2 separate regions of the Mus musculus genome follow, and region 2 is linked to region 1. The links are chromatin contacts, called in public Hi-C maps. All regions are on one chromosome and are shown on one strand. The core of a region is the stretch at or near the end of the contact, and the rest is flanking DNA. Distances in the headings are between cores, read along the strand shown. Region 1 has its middle 33 kb from the start of Gm31843. Region 2 overlaps Gm32098 (a long non-coding RNA gene).

What was found. A called contact is a pair of places that touch in the nucleus more often than the background predicts.
Region 2: a contact with region 1 is called in a Hi-C map of cerebellar granule neurons, with 2.4 times the contacts expected there. The contact joins two enhancer-like sites. A contact is called at or near these places in 2 of 39 promoter capture datasets (hippocampal neurons and pre-B cells), 21 of 484 Hi-C or Micro-C datasets (cardiomyocytes, cerebellar granule neurons, cerebellum and 12 more), 5 of 115 datasets of contacts at active chromatin or transcription factors (acute myeloid leukemia, embryonic basal ganglia, embryonic limb bud and 2 more) and 2 of 9 other capture datasets (embryonic tail and embryonic trunk).

The regions. Positions count from the first base shown.
Region 1 is chr8:26,346,552-26,351,838 of GRCm38.p6, forward strand. No RefSeq gene overlaps it. Among named protein-coding and RNA genes, the nearest start is that of Gm31843, 33 kb to the right of the region's middle. Within about 2 kb of position 2,905, at least 5 of the 459 cell types and tissues checked have an H3K27ac peak or open chromatin away from gene starts, as enhancers often do. A contact at or near this core is called in cerebellar granule neurons, where this site is marked.
Region 2 is chr8:26,679,131-26,684,656 of GRCm38.p6, forward strand. All of the region lies in intron 2 of Gm32098 (a long non-coding RNA gene), which reads right to left. Among named protein-coding and RNA genes, the nearest start is that of Gm32098, 17 kb to the right of the region's middle. Within about 2 kb of position 2,176, at least 14 of the 459 cell types and tissues checked have an H3K27ac peak or open chromatin away from gene starts, as enhancers often do. A contact at or near this core is called in cerebellar granule neurons, where this site is marked.

The DNA of each region.
Region 1 (5,287 bases), core at 1,655-4,154:
ATGCTCAAAACAGAAACTAGAGTTGAAATGTTCCGGAGCAGGCACTATCCATCAGAACACCTGTCCGTATGTGGATGCTCTGGCTGTCCTTGAAAAAAATGTTCTCAGTTCTCTTTCATGCAGGAAACTTGGATGCCTTTGCTGATTATTTTAGTTTTATGGTGCTGTGGATTGAACTCAGGCCCTTGCATGTTCTAGGCAAGAGCCCACTTCCAGTCCAATATAGAAAACTCCTAGGATGTCTGATGCCAGTGTCTCACAGGATAGACTTGATTTACAGTGTGTGATAGAGAAAAAGGTCACTCCAACCTTCTAGAGCATTCCTGAGGATTAACATATTAAGGAGCCATACTATACAAGACAGTGGCTACTAGCCACATGACATTAAATGGCAGCCACAAAGTCAAATGGTCTAAAAGTAAGCAAAATAAATCTGCTGAAATGACAATGATCATATATAGAACCTAATAGCTTTGGGCCACTCTTTGATCATCCTGAAATGGTCTATGACAGCAGTTCTTAACCTGTGCGCCTTGAACTCTTGGTGGCAGGGAGTGTCAAATGACCCTTTCCCAGGGGTTGCATACTAGATATTAACATAACGACTCACAACAGTAGTAAAATTACACTTATGAAGTACCAAGGGAAAAATTCTATGGTCTGGGGGTCCCTACACCACGAGGAACTATATTAAGGGCTGCAGCATCAGGAAGGTGGTTAGGAACTAATCTGTAGGATGGAGGTACTCTGGAACTTCGGAACTCCTCAGTTCTTCCACTGACACCCCCCCTCCCCAGAGGACTAAGTCCACTTGTCTTACCCTCTTCCCAGAGCCATGAACCTCATGGCCAAGGTCAGCTACCCGAGCCTCCAGAACTCCTGAAGGAGCTGACAGCCACAGAGATGTGTGGTGGAGGCTCTCCACTCATCACCATCCTGGACAAGAGATTCCTGGCTTGCTTCACCTCACAGAGCTGGTGAGTGGCACAGTAGGGAATTTTTTTTTTCTTTTTTTTGAAACAAGTGTTTTTCTGTGTAGCCCTGGCTGTCCCGGAACTCACTCTATAGACCAGGCTGGCCTCGAACTCAGAAATCCGCTTGCCTTTGCCTGCCAAGTGCTGGGACTAAAGGCGTGCGCCACCACTGCCCGGCCATAGTAGGGATTTTAGACTGGCTTTGACTTGGCCAGCTTGAGCTTGCTCACTCTCTCAGCCCAATCATTCTACCATGGGGCGTGAAGTCTAGTCACAAGTTTCTTCCAGTAGGAAGTCTCCTGCAGAGTCCTCAGTCCTCCACAAGGCTACTCTATCAACCAGTCCCTCTCTTCCCCTGGCCAGGACATTCTGACCCCTCATTGCTACCACTAAAGCCAGCAGCAGCAAAGGGAATTCCAAAGACTCACTGTATAAAAAGTTCTTCCTTTCGTGGCGGAGGGTGGAAGGGCAGGGTCCTGTCTGGCTTCGTGAAGGGCTTTTCTGAGTGTCTGGTAAGGCTAGCTGCAGGGGCCTTTCAGAGTAAACCCGGCAATGAACCTTAGGTATGACCTCCCTCAGGACCACAGAGGAAGGGAGCTGCTTTCAAGGTGGGTCAGGAACCCAGGCAGCCTTTATATCCATGCATCCCAGAGAATGCCCACAGATTTGGGGTCACCTGGGGGTCTTTGGGCCACTCTCTTGCTCTATACCAGAAGTGTGTACAATCACTAGGCGGTCTCTCCTCTCTCCTCTCAATGTACCTGAGTGTGTACATTTACGTAAGGCTCCTGCAGTGAGCAGGGAAAAGATTAAGGTGAGGTAAGAAGATGTCTAAGCTGGGAGTGGAGGTACACACCATTGACCCCAGCCCTGAGGAGGGAGAGGCAGGGCATCCACTGGGAGGAGGTTCTTTCTTGCCTTCATGTGGGTTCTGGGGATATCCAAGTTATACTAGAATGTTTCTAAACACAACAGATATTTACATTCGAACTATTTGCCCATTTCACTGTCACGGAGCATCCCAAAGATGCAGGGAGATATTTAAGGGTTCAGTTTGGAGTATATTGACCCTAAATCAGTGGTTCTCAACCTTTTTAGTCCTGCAGCCCTCGAACACAGTTCCTCAGGTTGTGGTGACCCCTAACCGTAAAATGATTGTCTTTGCTACTTTGTAACTATGACTTTGCTACCATCATGAGTTATAATGTAAATATTTAGAAAGACAGGCTTGCCAAAGGGGTTGAAAGTTGCTGCCCTAGACTGATACATAAATAACTCTTACCATGATGGGCTCAGACCACTGGCTAATGCATGTGGGTATCAGCCAGTATTTTCCAAGCTTCCATAATTGTCTTAGGGATCGGTACCCCAAATCAGTATGTCTTTTATCATCATCTTTTGTACCTTGGTGAATCTTGGGCTGGTAAATTGTCCAGTGGCTCAAAGACAAAGCAAGTAATTTCTGAGTGTCCCGACCTTGCCCCAGGCCTCCTGGACTTAATTCTATTAGCCTGAATCTATTCCTTGCGCATAATCTCAGAATCGGGCACAGTATTTTCCTGTGTTACTTACTGTCAGGATTGCAATTCCCATTATTATTTTATAAATCAGGGCTTTTACCCTAACAATGCAGAGGGCCAGTTTTGGTGGTGATTGTACTCTAATGGACCAATCTGGCCGCAATTGCGATATAAATAGACGAAAGCACTTGGTTAATTTCTACAGAAATTAGGATAGCAGCAAGAGCAAATATTGGATGGAGGGAGACAGCATCCACTTAGGCTGCAAGCCAAGGTCTTTAGAAGAGCACGGATTAGAGGCTAAATTCCAAATTTAAAACCTTCTGCTAACGGCTCACTCAGTTTCACCCACCTCTCTCCATGAAGGGCTTGGACCCAGAGATCAACAGATGGTGGAACCGTGTGGCACTTCCCTTTTGCCGGAGGCATCTCAGAGACCCTGGGCAGCCCGAAGGAAAAGGCGAAGCCTACTGTATACGGGGTTCACCTACAAACCTAGCACCCTGTGTTGGGAGGTGAGGCAGGCTTTTTTTTTTTTTTTCCTTTTTTAGTGACTGCCACTTCTATGGTGCCTGGTAAGGCTAGCTGCAGGGCCCTTTGGAGGGCTCTTTAAGGTCATAATGCAGAAGACTGTCACCTGCGATGGGACACTGAAACACCAAGACTACAGCCCCTCACAGGCCATGAAAAGCACAGGCTACCGCTTGGGTTGTTGGCCAAATATGGAGAAATTACCAGGGGCCTAACAAGCAGCTTAATGGGTGTAGTCCATTATTACAGGCCAGGGCCATAGGAGGCTTCCATGAAATGTATTTGGGGTGGAATTTTTTTTTTTTTTATCATTCCAGCAGCTACACAGGAGAAAAGGGGGTCACACCCAGAGGATCTGATCTGGTTTTTCTAAACTGGTCTAAGTTCTCCTGTTTAAACAGCCAAGTCAGCCCTAGTAGGCAGCAATGTATTGATTTTTTTTTTTGGCACTGCCAGAATCAATCTGAACAAAGCCATTCAGCGCTACGTAGAAGCCAGCTGAACTCAGACAAGCAGGGTGGACTCTTTCTGTTAAGCTCTTGAGCAATCAGCAAAATGGCTTCGATGCTGTCTCCACTGAGGAAATTACATATATAACTGTAACCCCCTGCTTTCAATTTCATCCCAGTTCCTTACATCCCCCTTACTTCTACCTCTATACTCCTGAGCCCCTGAGAAGATGGCAGCAGGTAAGAATACAGGGTGATGAGAGGCTCTTGTATGCACTGTCAAAAGTCTCTTTCGGTAGGATTATGAACCCCTGACCTCTGACCCAGGGTTCAAAGGCAGATTGATTATTTCCTTGAATAAAATTGATTGTCCGGTTGTACATTATATGGATATTTTAAGACTTTCCCGACTAATACTATCTGACCATCAGCTTACCCCCTCGCCTCTTGATAGTCATAGACCTTTCTAGGTGGATCCATGCTGACCGTTAAGACAGTTTTGGCTTTTTCCTTCCCTGCTCCCTGTGGTAATATCTGGGTTTATCATGTAATATTTCTCAGAACTCCCCGAACATTGGTTGACCCAGAAGGCCAGTAGAATGTAGTATTAACATCCTCAGGGGTAGTTAAGTTGCTTTTATGTAGCTGTGACCAAAAAACCCATGAGAACAACTCACCAGAGGGGAAGAAGGGGGAGCTTTCTGGCTCACAGTTATGTGGTCTTATGTGCTTTGGCGGAATATCGCAGTGGTAGGAGAATGCAGCAGAGGGACCTCTTCGTCACAGGAAGGGACTGGGTGGAAGCCCTAAGGATCTGACCCCATGACCTACTTCCTGTAGCTAGGGCTCATTTCCTAAAGTGTCTAGAACATCTCAAAATACCACCAGTTGCTAGGGGTCAAGTGTCCATCAGATGTGCTCCCCGGGGGGGGGGGCATTTTGTATCTAAACTGTAACTGGGCAAGACAGGGCATTTCTAGCAGCTGTTTGTCTGTTGGCTGTCTATCCTCTCTATTTGGCAGTTTCCTCACCAAAGGTTCAACAGGCTTGAGGTGGGTGTCCTCTCAGGTCTCCCCTACTGCTCGTTTTTCGTGACACGCTCTGCTAAGGCTCTCCCAAGGCTCCCCCAACCCTCTTCCATCCTCTTCAGCAATTTTGTACCAACTCTGATGTTCTGACCAGCATGGTTTGACTTCTACAGAAACACCACCCTACCAGATAAGATGAAGTGCCCGGAGCTCTGTTAGAGTCAATTTTGTGCAAGGTTAATGTGATCTCCCTCATCCTGGCCATTGAAGTCCTGGCAATTCTAGATTCTTCATGCCCCAGGATGCCCTGTTGGTGCAAGGGTTAATACCACCTGTCAGAACCCCACGGGGATTGGACTGTGTCTGGAGGTAGTGAGTTTTAAACATCTCATGCTAGAAGACAGAACGTTTCTTTTACTTTAGCTTTTATTGGGACTTTAAACGTAGCCAAGGCATTAAAGAAAGAGGAAGGGGGAAAAATAAACTTGGAAAGCTTTTATACTTTTTGTAAAAAAAAAAAAATCATTTCTTTTTTTTTTTCTTTTTTTAACCATTACCCAAATCTCCTCCAAACACACAGACCCTACAGTATCCCTATTAAATTATATAGAGCGAGTCCAGCCCTTGACTGTCAGCGGGGCCCATCATTCCTAATTTATCGCCCCAGGAAACACAGTACAATTATGGTAATAAATAATAATAGGATTCAGTACATGACAACATGAATGATGGAGCCTCTCAGAATTCATTTACATTGCTTTGTGTTGCAATCATCGTGCCTCTAA
Region 2 (5,526 bases), core at 926-3,425, 330 kb after region 1:
TCACAGCACTAAGCACAAAGGAGTTATGAACCTGTTTGCTGCCAGGGGTCCCACTACACAGATAAGGCAAAGCAAGTCTCTACTGTGCGGTAAGTTAAGGCCATCAGACATTGTCCATCTTCCTGGCACACTGGGTCTCCTGGTGATGGTTCCACTTAGGATTCTTTTGCTTTTGCATGATGTGAAAGTGATAACATTAAGTGGAAGGTGTATTCTGTTTTTTTGGGTATTTTTCCAAGCTACAGTGTTCAGTGAGATCCACGCTGGGTGGCTGCATATAGTGTAGCTCAGGGCAACCCTGTGATCATGGGGAACATTATGTATACTCTATACTCTACTGTACGGCTGCTCAGCTGGAATGGTTGGCAACTTAGGAGTTTCCAACCCATTTTTAATGTCTGATATTTCAATGGACATAGGGACCAACGTAAGTCAGAAATTGACTTTGTTCAAAGATAGATAAAATGTGGTATAAAAGGTGAGTGCCCATTATCTTAAAACTATTTGGAGAGGTTGGTAGTTGTTGCTTTTAAGTTCAAGAAGAAAGTATGGAGTTATAAAAGTATGTATATACCTGTTTGTGTACATGTGTGTATGTATGTATACATGTATGTGTATACATGTGTGCATGTGTGTGTGTGTGTTGCCCCTTTGCTCCCCATCACATGGGAACATGAGATTTCTAGGCAGAGATTTTGATCGAAGTGCTGGTCACCAATGAGTGGTTGCCAAAAAAGGCACTACTCACTTTTGCTAGACCTGCCTTGGTATAGCTCTAAATCTCCAAAGACTGTGAAGGTGACTTTAAGAGGTCAGACAAGGGCACAGGACAGATAGACAGAAAAACAGTTGACCTTAACAGCCTTTCTCCTGGCTCCCCTCCGCTAGAGAGTTCTGCCTCTGGGTCTCAGTGATGTGGGATTCCTGCAGAGAGGGAAAGCAGAGGAGGGAGGCAAATATGGGGAGCCCAGATAGTTCCCTGCTGCACAGGCAGTCACCAGGAGAGTGACAGCAGAGACAGATGAGCCCCAGCAGCTAGGGCCTGCTCTTACACAAAATTCCTTCATCAGCAACTCCCTGCAACCATCCGTTAATCTTCTGGTGAAGGTACATTTGTGTATTGCCTTCCCAGGTAACCTAATCTACCATCTCCTTTATGCATATGTGTGTCTGAGGTATTTTTTTAAGGGATGGCACCAGGGGTGGGGTACTCACCAAGAACCAATCTGCCCAACTGTGCATTGCTGCAGGATTTAAACCCAGAGACTGCATCAGAAAGACAACAACAGCATTGGCCAACCTGTACTCCCCGCTCCCTACCTATGGAAAAGTAGATCCTCAAATGGCCTAAAAATGATAGACAGATGGATAGATAGATAAAGTCTATTATTAGAAGTAATGTGTAACTAATTAAGACAAGCAGTTTTTCTACATCTGTGTGAGTTCTAAGATAACTTACCAAAAATCATTTTAGTTGCAGCAGAAATAGAACCAGAGAAACTGAGGTGAAAGACATCAATCTATTTATACTCTACCTCCAAATACAGCCCAGGGGATAGATGCATGTATGCATACATACATTCATGTGTATGCACACACACGCACACACACACACACACACATATCCCTGACTTAGAGCATTTGGAAGAGGTCTGATCCTTTTAATTCATTTCTTTAAAAAAACAAAAACTATTTGGTGATAATATTGTCTAATTTTGAAAACCTCTTTCTGCTCCCAGCCTACAAAGACAGATTTTTGAGCATGACTGAGACAGGCATATTGGCAAAAACATGAACACAGCGCACATGCACACAAACACAGACCTCCGCGCTCCCACTCAGCCGCCCACCCATCCTCACGTGTTCCATGTGCCCAAACAGAAACACAAAGACACAAACATTCTGACATCACTGGGAAGCCGGGCTGTGCTTCCTGCAGAGTTAACGGCTGTCTTCCCTGTGTTTCTGACGTTGGAAGTTTCCAGCCGCATTAAAACAATCTGTGCTCCTCTGGGCACAGGAAGCATTTCTGTAGACACTCGGTCTGACCAAGCTGGAAGCAAGTGTGGACGAGGACAGAGGACTCTGGGATGGGAAGAGTAGAGTGTACTCTTTGCCTGCCTCTTGTAGCCCAACTTCCCTTGCAGAACAAGCCTGGCCTGAGCCAACTCCTCCCCTTCTGGTCTGCTGGCTAACTACCAGGAGGTGTTGAGTAGTTCAGCACTGTGTTACAATCCATCTTCTCCTTCTCGCCGTGGTTTTTTGCCTCATAGCTGGTAAGAGGGCTCCCTACTTTGGGTGGATCCTATTGACTCTTGACTTGGACATGCAATCTGCTTTGATCTAGATTGGACAATTTGTTTCCACTTGTGATTTTTGTACTTTAGTCCACTGGTCCCAGGAGGAGACCCACAAAACCCGAAGTTGGGTCAGCTTACCCACAGCCCAAACCATCTGATTGATCTGCAAGGCAGTGAGAAGGGATGGTTGCTCTTTTCACTCATTATGGGTACTTGCTGTGGTACAGCACTTTGAGGACAATGGCTAACAGACTCAAGGACCCTCAGCCATCTCTTAAGACATACAACACAGGATTTTACCTTCCTATAGATGAGACAGCTTCAAAGAGTTCATTTTCCAGAAGTCTCGCAGTGGGGAAAAGAACAGTAGCAAGCAGACCCTGGATACCCAGAGAGAGAAGGGCCTGTGGTAAGGAAATCTTTCTTTCATACTTCTAGCTTCAATACTTCATACATGACTCACAGAGAGCCAGAATCTAGTTGTGTGACGTATCCCATCCCCCACGCATTCAGGGGCTTGGATTTTGTGTGTGTATACAGTGGACCCTGGTATATCTTCCTCCACATAGAGGACCCTAAATGCCTGTGTGTCCTTTGACTAGAAACTCTTGCCAATGGGTCCTATTGCACCAAGGCCACACCTGCCTGCCCCTCAACGTGACCCACCTAAGGGTTGAGACAGGGCAGAACCAAAAAGACAAAGGAGCTCAAGTCACAACCCCCAGTTTTTACTTGCTGTGAGTCCCCTGGCCAGTCCCTGCTCTGGTTTGTGTGGGGTTGCAATTAAGATTTCAAAATGATTTTATTGTAGAAGACCAGAGTGGGCACTCTACAACAGAGACAGGATTCCCAGGAAAGCAGACCAGAAGGTCCCTTCTACCTACATCTGATGAGCTAGAGAGCCTTTGATTGGAGGGGAAGGCACACAGGTAAGGGCGGGAGGCAATCTTCAGAGAAACCCAGGGCAGCTCTTCAGGACACCAGGGCTCCTAAGGTTATGCCTGGGTTCAATGTCTCAGTATTTTCAGCTCAGCTTCCACATATAAAAGGTCAAGGGGAAACCCATGCCAGGGATACCACACACCCCAAAAGCTCTCTCCTTCCTATTTTTTAAAGAGTAACAAAAATGGTCTCAAAAGAAAGGCAAGAGAGGAGTAAGGTGTGTAAGGGCAAGACAGACAGAGACCAATATGGGAGGAGATGAGCAGACGAAAGACGTGTCACTCAAACAAGACAATCACAGCTGGAGAAACCAGACTCTGCCACAGGAGGAGGAGACGGAAATGGCATGGGGTCCCTCAGAAGGGCTGTGATCTCACAACCATATAAACTGGATGCTTGAGACCCCTAACAAGCTAACACTTGAAGTCTCCAGTGTGGCTGTGTTAAGAGATGGTGTCTCTACAGAAGTAATTAAAGAAAAATGAGATTGTGAGAGTGAAGGCTGGTGTGAACATATTCGACGTCTCCTCAGAGACACCAGAGTGCTCTCTCGCTCTCCTATGTGGGTACACAACGATAAGGTAGCTGGAAGATGTCCCTCAAGAAAACAGATTTTTCCAGAGCCTTGCTCTTGTGCATCCAGGTTCCAAAACTATTAAGAAATTAATTTCTGTTAAATCGATGGCATCTTTGCCTTTTCTTTAAACCATCTCAAGACCTGGCTCCAAAGCATCTTGTGCCCTCTCTCTCTCTCCCTCCCTCCCTCTCTCTCTCTCTCTCTCTCTCTCTCTCTCTCTCTCTCTCTCTCTCTCTCTGTGTGTGTGTGTGTGTGTGTGTGTGTGTGTTTAAATGGAGTTACCCTAGTGCAGCCTATATAGCAAGCCAACTGGAGGAAGCTTCTTGAACAGTACCCACTTGGTTTCTCTCTGCTCCTCTCAGAAGCCACAGTGTCAGGTGTGGGATACTGCCCCTCAAGTCATTTGTCAGGGGCAACCCTGAGACCCGCCACAACAATACAGGCCATTTCCACTTTACTTTGTCACCTACCAGAACTTGATGGTAAGAGCCTCTTGCTGAAGTCACCACAGGCTTTGGTCACAGGACGTGAATGAGGAAACCAAGTTGGTACTGTGCAGAAAGCCCTTCTATCTCTTGGCTAGCTTTCATAGCACTAGAGGGTTCTATGCAGTCTGCTGATGGAAAAAGGGGCTCACCTCTTATCTGCTTATGAACCCTGTGAAGTAAAACAATAACGGGAATTTCCATAGAGTAGTAGCATGGATTTTATGGGTGTAACCAACCACTTTCTGGTTGAATTTAAGGCTTTATCCACCAAAAGAGATGCATACCTGGTATGGTACATCTGGCCAAGGACACATAATTGGGGGTCTCATAGGTCCCATGGGTAGACTCATAGCATCAGTCTGTTATTCTACTAAGTGGACATAGCATTAGACTGCCCTTGAAATTTGTGACTATACCAATAGGTTACTTTCGAGATCAGAGAAGTTTCCTTATGAAGTGGACAGTGGTCAACACAGAAACTTACAGCTGACCCAATTGCAGGGACTCCGTGAGTATGAGGATCAGTGTGGTGAACTCAGTCTGTATCACCCCCATAGATCCTGAAACAGAGCCTGTATCAAGGCTCTGGAGCCAGTTCAAAAGAGGAGTGGAAACGTGCAGAAGCCACGGGGTGGAGAACACTAGAAAGAGAGTTTTAGACCCAATACAACGTCTGCACTCATGAACTCAGGGCTGTTGTGGTTGCCTACACAAAGTCAAGCTAGTCAACATCCGAGCACAGAGGTAGGAAGGAGGGGTCTGTGAGGCCCCACCCAAAGCAGGTATTAACACTTGATGGCTTCTAGGAGAAGGAGAGCCAGTTTTCTTTCAGAGTGAGGCCCTGGTGGCTAGCCATGCTCCAGTGAATGGAAGACAGGAAGTCAGGAGAGGATAAGGGCCTGAGAAGGTGTATCTGGGAGGAGCTAGAGGAGGGCATGGGAAGATGATCAAAGAATATTGTATGGAATTGTCAAAGAATTAACAAAAATGATGTATTAAAAAATAACTGGTTCCTTCAGACATTTGAGTATCTTACATTGATGGGCCTTGAAGATCTCCTTCAGGTCCCCCAAGAACTACTTAGGGTGGCATTTCCCAACCTGTGGTTTGAGACCCTTTGGGGTCAGACAACCCTTCCACAGAGGTCTTATATCAGATACCCTGCATATCAGATATTTACATTGTTCATAACAATAGCAAAATGACAGTTACGAAGAAG